Regions from separate parts of the Ovis aries genome. Here region 1 is linked to region 2. A link is a contact called in public Hi-C data. All regions are on one chromosome and are shown on one strand. Each heading gives the region's core, a stretch centred on a gene start, on an enhancer-like site or on the middle of the called end of the contact. The rest is flanking DNA. Distances are from core to core; before and after follow the strand shown.

The links. A called contact is a pair of places that touch in the nucleus more often than the background predicts.
Region 1: a Hi-C map of muscle shows a contact between it and region 2, with 6 times the contacts expected there. The contact joins two enhancer-like sites. A contact is called at or near these places in 5 of 16 Hi-C or Micro-C datasets (blood, hypothalamus, liver and 2 more).

What each region holds. Positions count from the first base shown.
Region 1 is chr20:17,596,144-17,599,443 of ARS-UI_Ramb_v3.0, forward strand. It overlaps LOC106990495, which reads right to left. Exons shown (of 3, transcript XM_060403644.1): 1 at 3,065-3,300; 2 at 2,564-2,639. The coding sequence ends at 3,121. Among named protein-coding and RNA genes, the nearest start is that of TMEM63B, 45 kb to the right of the region's middle. Within about 2 kb of position 1,473, at least 25 of the 54 cell types and tissues checked have an H3K27ac peak or open chromatin away from gene starts, as enhancers often do. A contact at or near this core is called in muscle, where this site is marked.
Region 2 is chr20:17,527,600-17,531,070 of ARS-UI_Ramb_v3.0, forward strand. The region is part of intron 1 of LOC121817413 (a long non-coding RNA gene); the gene reads left to right. Among named protein-coding and RNA genes, the nearest start is that of TRNAG-GCC, 42 kb to the left of the region's middle. Within about 2 kb of position 1,297, at least 2 of the 54 cell types and tissues checked have an H3K27ac peak or open chromatin away from gene starts, as enhancers often do. A contact at or near this core is called in muscle, where this site is marked.

The DNA of each region.
Region 1 (3,300 bases), core at 223-2,722, 69 kb after region 2:
ATTCGCTGGAAGGCAAACAAAGTGCATTGGAGGACCCGGAGCAGCGGGAACCCCACCCCAGAGCATCCCCAACCCAGGCGCGCAGAGGAGCGGCTTGCTCCGGAGCCCGGCGCGCGCGCTCGGGGCCGGCGCCGCACGCGCACGCGTACCCGCAGCCGCTCCCCCGCCCGCGCGGCGCCGGCTCCCGCGCGCGCGCACTTGAGGCCTCCCTTGTGCGTCTCCTCCATTCGCTACGTGCAGAATGGTCCGTCGGCAGCAGCTGCAGCGCCGAGTGGGAGGGGGAGGAGGAGGGGAGGGGGAGGCGGTGCCCAGGTCTGGAGGAGGGGCCGCGGCGGGCCGGGCGGGGGGAAGCTGGGGAGAGGGGCTGGCGGGGGGACCCTGGGTGGGCGCAGCCTTCCTTCCCTTCCCCCTTCCCCTCCCCCCGGTCTCCGTCGCTCCCTACTTCAAGGCCATTCCGGCCAGCCCTGTGTTTCCTGCTCAGACGTCCAGGAACCCAGCCGACCAAGAGGGGTTTTCTCCGTGTTGTCCCCTCCCCAAAACCCAGGACCCAAACCCAAGAAAGAACCAGTTTTGCTGTCCCCTCTCCCCTCTTCCCGTCCCGACCACATTCCCAGGCTTTTGTGTGAAATGACCCGACAGCAGACCCTTTCCCACTCCGCTTTTGCATGATGCTGGAGTCCCTAAGAGGTGCTGTAACCTCACTCTCCTCTCTCTTACCCCCCCACCTGGAGGAAGGAGAAGGGATAGGATGGACGCTAGAGTCTAGTTCCCAGCATTTCCAGAAGGGGAAGCCCAGAATCTCACACGCGAACATAGGATGGCGGAAAAGTCTGGTGGCCCAGAACAGGCTGCTGCCCAGGAGCCTAACTAAGTCCATGTCAAAAGGAGCTAGTGTCTGGAGGGTCCCCCCTAGACTGGCATGAATTCACCCGCATTACGGATCTGTGTCCCATACACCTGTGTGTAAAGGGCTCCCCAGGAATGTAATGGTGAGAAGCCACCAAGGGGTGGATCGTGTTTCCCTGGAGGATCCCAAACAGACCAGCTCCCTTTGCTGCCAAGAACCCAGATGTGGCCCAGACGTGCACAGCAGCCCCTCCCACGGGGTGGGACACCAGCTATTCTGTGCAGCCCCTCCCAACTCTTCTCCCAGGGTCAAGGGAGGAAAGCCGGCGACCTCCGGTGCCCCCTTCCCCATTCGGGCTGCTGGCAGGGTGGGGGTGGGGGGGCAATTCCATTATCCTCTCTGTCCTTTGAGGGGGCCATCTGGTTTCACGTCGGAGACAGCCACTTGTGTTTAACGTGTGGTCTAATCTCTAGCCCTCTGCCGGCAGGTTAAGTCTAGATCGCCAGGAAGGAAGGTGTTCTGGGTCAGTTTCAGTTTACACAAACCGACCCATGAGCCTGGGCTTTACACAGTGCCTGGATCCGGGGAAGCGGATCCGCTCCTTTTGGTCCGGCAGTCTTTTAGGAGGCGCCCTCTGCTGGCCACTGGGAAATGCAGGGAAGAACAAGAGTCGTGCAGAGGCGCTCTCGGAGGGTCTGAAGGGGGACACAAGTCAGAGAAACAAACGAAAACCAGGAGCCAGTGAACAGTAGTGACTGGGCTGGCCACAAATAAGGGAGGCATGCTGAAACCTTGCTGGAGGTGGGGAGTTTTGAGCCAGCTTTCGTTGAGCAGGGAAGGGCAACCAAGCTGGCAGATGGCTCAGGACACCCCAGGGGCACCCCTGCCTGTGTGCAGAGTCCTGTCCCTGCCCTGGGTGGCTCACACCCCTGCAGAGTCTGATGACTGCCGTGCCCTGCAAGGGGGCCTACCCTCACCGTCAGCCTCTCCTGGGGTGGTGGGCTGGGAGAAACAGCCAGAGCTGGAAGGCCCAGAGCTGGAAGGCCCGAACCTTCTAGTCAGCACCTGGCTCCTCAGGGCTGGCAGAGAAAGTGACCCAAGAGAGGAGTCTACAGCTGACAGATCCACCCCACATACCCAGGTCCTTGGCATGGCAGGGCTCAAGGTAGGGTACGGGCCTGAGTCACAGCCTGTCTCAGGAAGGCCAGCTTGCCAAGAGGTGAGACCTGGGTCAACAGCCCATCACCCTGCCTCTGGCCACTGGGCATCCTCCCCAACACGTCCCACACGTGGGGCCAGGGAGGTGCTAGGGCGGTGCAGGCCGTGGAAGCTGCTGGGGCCTGCGCCTCAGGGCCACGGAGGGCAGGAACAGAGGCACGAAGGGGTTCTCACTGCACAGGAAGAGATGGGTTAGAGAGAGGATGGACCCCCCTGCCGCCCCCCAGGCATCCAGAGTCTCTCCCGGTGTGGTGGGTAAGCGAGCAGCAGGTGCCACCCAGAACTGGCAGCTTCTAGAACTGCCCCGCCAGTCCTCCAGGGAGGGTCGCCCCCAAGGCCTCAGCATCCTTACAGGACTTTACACAGGTCCGACCTCCGAAGGCAGCCCAGGGCTCCCAGCCTTCCAAGGCCCCACAAAGGCCCAATTCCCAGACCACTCCCCAGAAGTCAATGGCACTGTGACTTCCTCCCCGCCACACCCCGCCCAGCTCTACTCACTGATTCATTGGCTTCCACCTTATTGGCGAGGCTCCCTTCCTGAGCAGCCAGGGTAAGAGGACTCCCAGGGTGGGGACTGAGGCCCAGGAGGGAACAGAAAGCATGGCGCTTTAATTAGAGGTAATTGGTTAATTTAGTCTGAAAGCTTGGGGGAGGGGAGGGGATAGAGTCTGTGGCCTAATAGGGCTCAGACTCAAACTGGTGAGTCTCTTTCCGGACCAGAGCTGACCAAAGCGAACCCACCCACCCAGGACATCCACTCTTCGCCCAGGTCAGAGCAAGGCCCATAGCAGACTGGGGTGGCCGTGCAGGAGAAAAATAATAATAAAGCAGGTGCCCTGGGGTAGTGGGCAAGGCCTGCTGAAGTTAGGGAGCTAGGAACTGAGGACTGGGGAGGTGCAGCGGGTTCTGGGATGGGAATCGATCCCTTTCTTCTCCTCTCCTTGTACAACCATCCCTCCCAAGATCATTGCCCCAACCCCGGCCAGGTTAGGGGCCTACCCTCCTCCTGTGGTCAGTGACCTCTCAGGCCTGCCCATCCTCAGGGGCCTGAAGGCTCACTTCACTCCCTCCAGCTTCAGAAAACCGTTCCAATCACCAAGGAATGGGACGACAGAGGGAAGACCCCTGCCAGGCCCCAGGGGGCGTGCCGTGGCCCGACGCTTCGCCTCCGGCGGCGCGGCGAGGACTCTGGCCGGCAGCCTCCCGCGCTCGGTCCGAAGCAGCTGACCCGCTGG
Region 2 (3,471 bases), core at 47-2,546:
ATCTTGGCTTAGATCAGCCCACCCGGCCTGAGCCTTCACATCTTCCCTCATCTTCTAGGATCTCAGTCGGCGCTGCTGCCCCTTCGTGGTTCTTGCATGTTTCTCCTTAAGCATGCCGAGTTGAGTGTCCCTCCAGCCCCCTCTTTAGGCTCCCCACAGGTGGTGGCTGCCTATATTTCTGAGAACCCCTCTGGCAGCCCGGTTTTTCATCTTGCATGTCAATCTCTGCCCTGGGTAGGCACCACATCTTTTCCAGCAGGGGTGACATGGTATTTTTCTGCCATCAGACTGCAGGCTCCTTGAGGGCAGGATATTGACTCAGACTGGGATTTCACTGAGGGCTAAATGAATGGGTGCGGGAGTAGCACCCTCTGTCATAGGGAGCTCCCTGAGGGCAGGGCCATGGCTCCCCTCAGTCTAGAGCTCTTTGAAGGCATTGGATTCTCCCCTCAGATGAGGCTTTTGCACCCCACCCAACCCCTCTGGCTCTCAGCTGCTCCCAGGCATTCCTTCCAGGACACCGTTTGTCATGCTTTGATGAATGAAACCTACTAAGAATAACTCAGTCCTTGTAGTCTCTAAAGGACAGGGGTGTTGGGGGCGGCGGGGGAGCCGAGGCTGGTGATTGTGAGGGGCTAGAGGAGGAGGATGAACACAACTCTTCATTCCATAGCGTTTTCCCAGGTGCCCATCGTCCACTAGGAAGAGACTCCGGGCGGTGGGGGGGCGGGGGGTGCTGCAAGCCCCCCTACGGTGCCATTCCTGCTGTTGCCAGTAGGGGGAGGTTCCACAGGACTCCTGAGATGGAAATGCCAGCCCCCTTCTTCACAGCCTTCCCAGCCCTGAAGTCATCACCTCAGTGCCACCCAGCCCCCTCTATGCCTGCCACCGGCTTCCTCTGCCTGGAAGTCAGGTGCTTGGGGCGAGGGGCGGCTTCCACTGGGACAGGCACTGTGGGGGGGTGCCTTCATCTTCCTGAGGAGGACTGTCAGAGTGATCACGGGGATGGGGGGGTAGGGGATGGAGAAGCAGTCTCAGAATGACAGAAGGGCATTTGGTGTTGTTGTTGTTGTTGTTTTTTTAATAAGAAGTGATTTATTAGTGGTGTTTTAATTTAGGGATGAGGCATGACTGACCCAGAAGATGAACCCCTGTCCCCGACCCCATTCCACTCTTCCTTCCTCACCAGCCCCTTTCCACTCCCAGACCTCAAGCCTCAAGTTCAGAACTGAGCGACCTTTCCAGGGCAACTGTTCTCCCAGGCACTTCACAAGGGGCCCGAGGGGTGGGGAGCCTGTGACCTTAACGCACTTCTTTGGACGAGGCCTTCCTGGCACCCGGCCCCCACCTGCCACCTCCTGAGAGGGACATTTCGGCCTGGTCTTGGCAAAAACACCAGCCTCTGAGCCAGGCAGCCTGGTATGGTACCAGCCCTGCCACTGACTCCACTGTGACCTTGAGAAGTCCTTTGCTCCCTGGGCCTCAGTTTCCCCATACCTGAAATGAGTTTGCTCTAGGTTTCATGGTTTGCGAACCTTTCTTTTTAAAAAATAATGGATCCTATTACTTAAATAGTAACTTATGTGGCGTCTCCACTGGTGACATTGAAAAAGTTTGGAGTTTTATGGTCAAAATAGGAGTGGGGGTCCAGAGCCCCAGGGTTCAATCCATCACACACATGTGCACACGCACATGCACACACACACACACACACGTGTGCATGTAGAATGGCTCCAGGGCACTCCACAGAGCACACTTCACAAACCTCTGAACCCTGAAATCCCCTGAGCAAACATTCTGGGGCCCTGCCACATCTGGGAGCTCCAGAACTGGGGATGAGGCTGGGACTGGGGGCCGCCCTGGTGTGGGGAGCAGGGCTGAGAGGTCACAAGGTGGGGGTCGGGGTGGGGGCAGAGCCAGTAGGGGGAGTCCTTGTGACACAAGGTAACACCACTGAGGCTGGGCAAGGGCCTAGGTCCAAAGCTGGGTCCATGCAAACCCTCTGAGCCAGAGTCTTGGTAGGGACTGAGTGCCCTCCCCAAGCAGGAGGGGCAGCAGGCATAGGAGGAGGGGGAAGCCTCTGGCAGCCTTTCTCTGGAATCCCTCTCGCCAGCCCCAGGATGAGGGCCAGAGTGACAGAGTGGGGGCTGAGCCCCAGTGGGGTAGCATTCCCCACTACAGGAGACACAGGGAGCCTCCCAGCACCCCCAAAGCTGGAAGTGTGAGGATTTGGTGACCAGCAAGAATGCAGTGGGGAGCAGACCTGTCAGACTCTGGAGACAGGAGAATGAGAAGATGAGCAGATACCACACAGGGAAGAAAATGGCGTGATAAGAGGCAGGACTGGGTCTGGGGCCCTGGCTTAGAGCAGTGGGGAGGGTCCCTGCAAAGTGGGGAACAGCAGAAGCAGCCCTGTCCCTCCTAGCTGGCAGATGGACTGTGCTCAGGAGTCACCAGGTAAAGTAGGTACTGCCCACTGATACCCCAAGCAGTCCTGGAGTGTCCATGTTCCTGATTTCCCCCAGAGAGCATGTGGGGGGAACATAGATGTCTCCCCAAGTCCACCTCCCTGGGATTTATGATGGGGGATGGGGCAGAGCCACCTCCGAGCTACCTCCCCATCCTCTATCCCAACTAACACACACACACACACACACATGCACACACTGACATTTGTCCCCTAGAGACTTCACAGCCTGAGCCCTGGAAACTCCAGGATCGCCGCTATGTGCCAGGCATGGCTCTGGACACTGTGGGTTCCAGGAACAGAAGAGTCAGCCTAGGTCTTTGCCCTCGTGGTGCACATGTTTTAGGGAGTGAGTGACAACTCAACAAGTCACAAAGGAATCAAGTTCAGGTCGCGAGGAGACAACCATGGGAGCAGAGAGTGCTGGGTGGCTGGGGCTGTTTAGAGTCATCAAAGGATGTCTCCGTGAGGAGGTGACATTCCAGTAGAGACCTGAGCTGCAAGAAGCCAGCTGTGCTTTGGGGCCAAAGGCCTTGAAAACGTATGATGTTTTTAAACAGAAAAGAAGATGTACCCATAAACGTTCAAGGGCAGGGACATGAAGAGCATCTGTAAAATGTCCTGCACAGTGACAGGAAATTCACATTCATCATCTACTTCCCTCTTCAGCACGCTGGTGTCAAATAGTATTATTTTCATTTTACAGATAAAAAATATGAAGCCCACAGAGATCATTCATTTAAAAAGATGTACTGAGTTTTAGTCTCTAAAAACCGTATGATAAATTCCACGTGGGGTGTGCCGTCTTAGGTTCTACAGTCTGAGGGCAAAGAGGAAGATCTGGGAGGGCTTCCTGTAGGAGGAGTCCGTGTCTATGCTGAGTCTGAACAGATGAGGAAGGGATGACAGGGGAAGTGAGGAGGTGAGGAGGGAGCCAGGGGGTGGCTCCAGTGCCAAAGATGCTGTAGGCAGAGTAAAAGACAGAGGAGGGGGTCCTGCCCGGC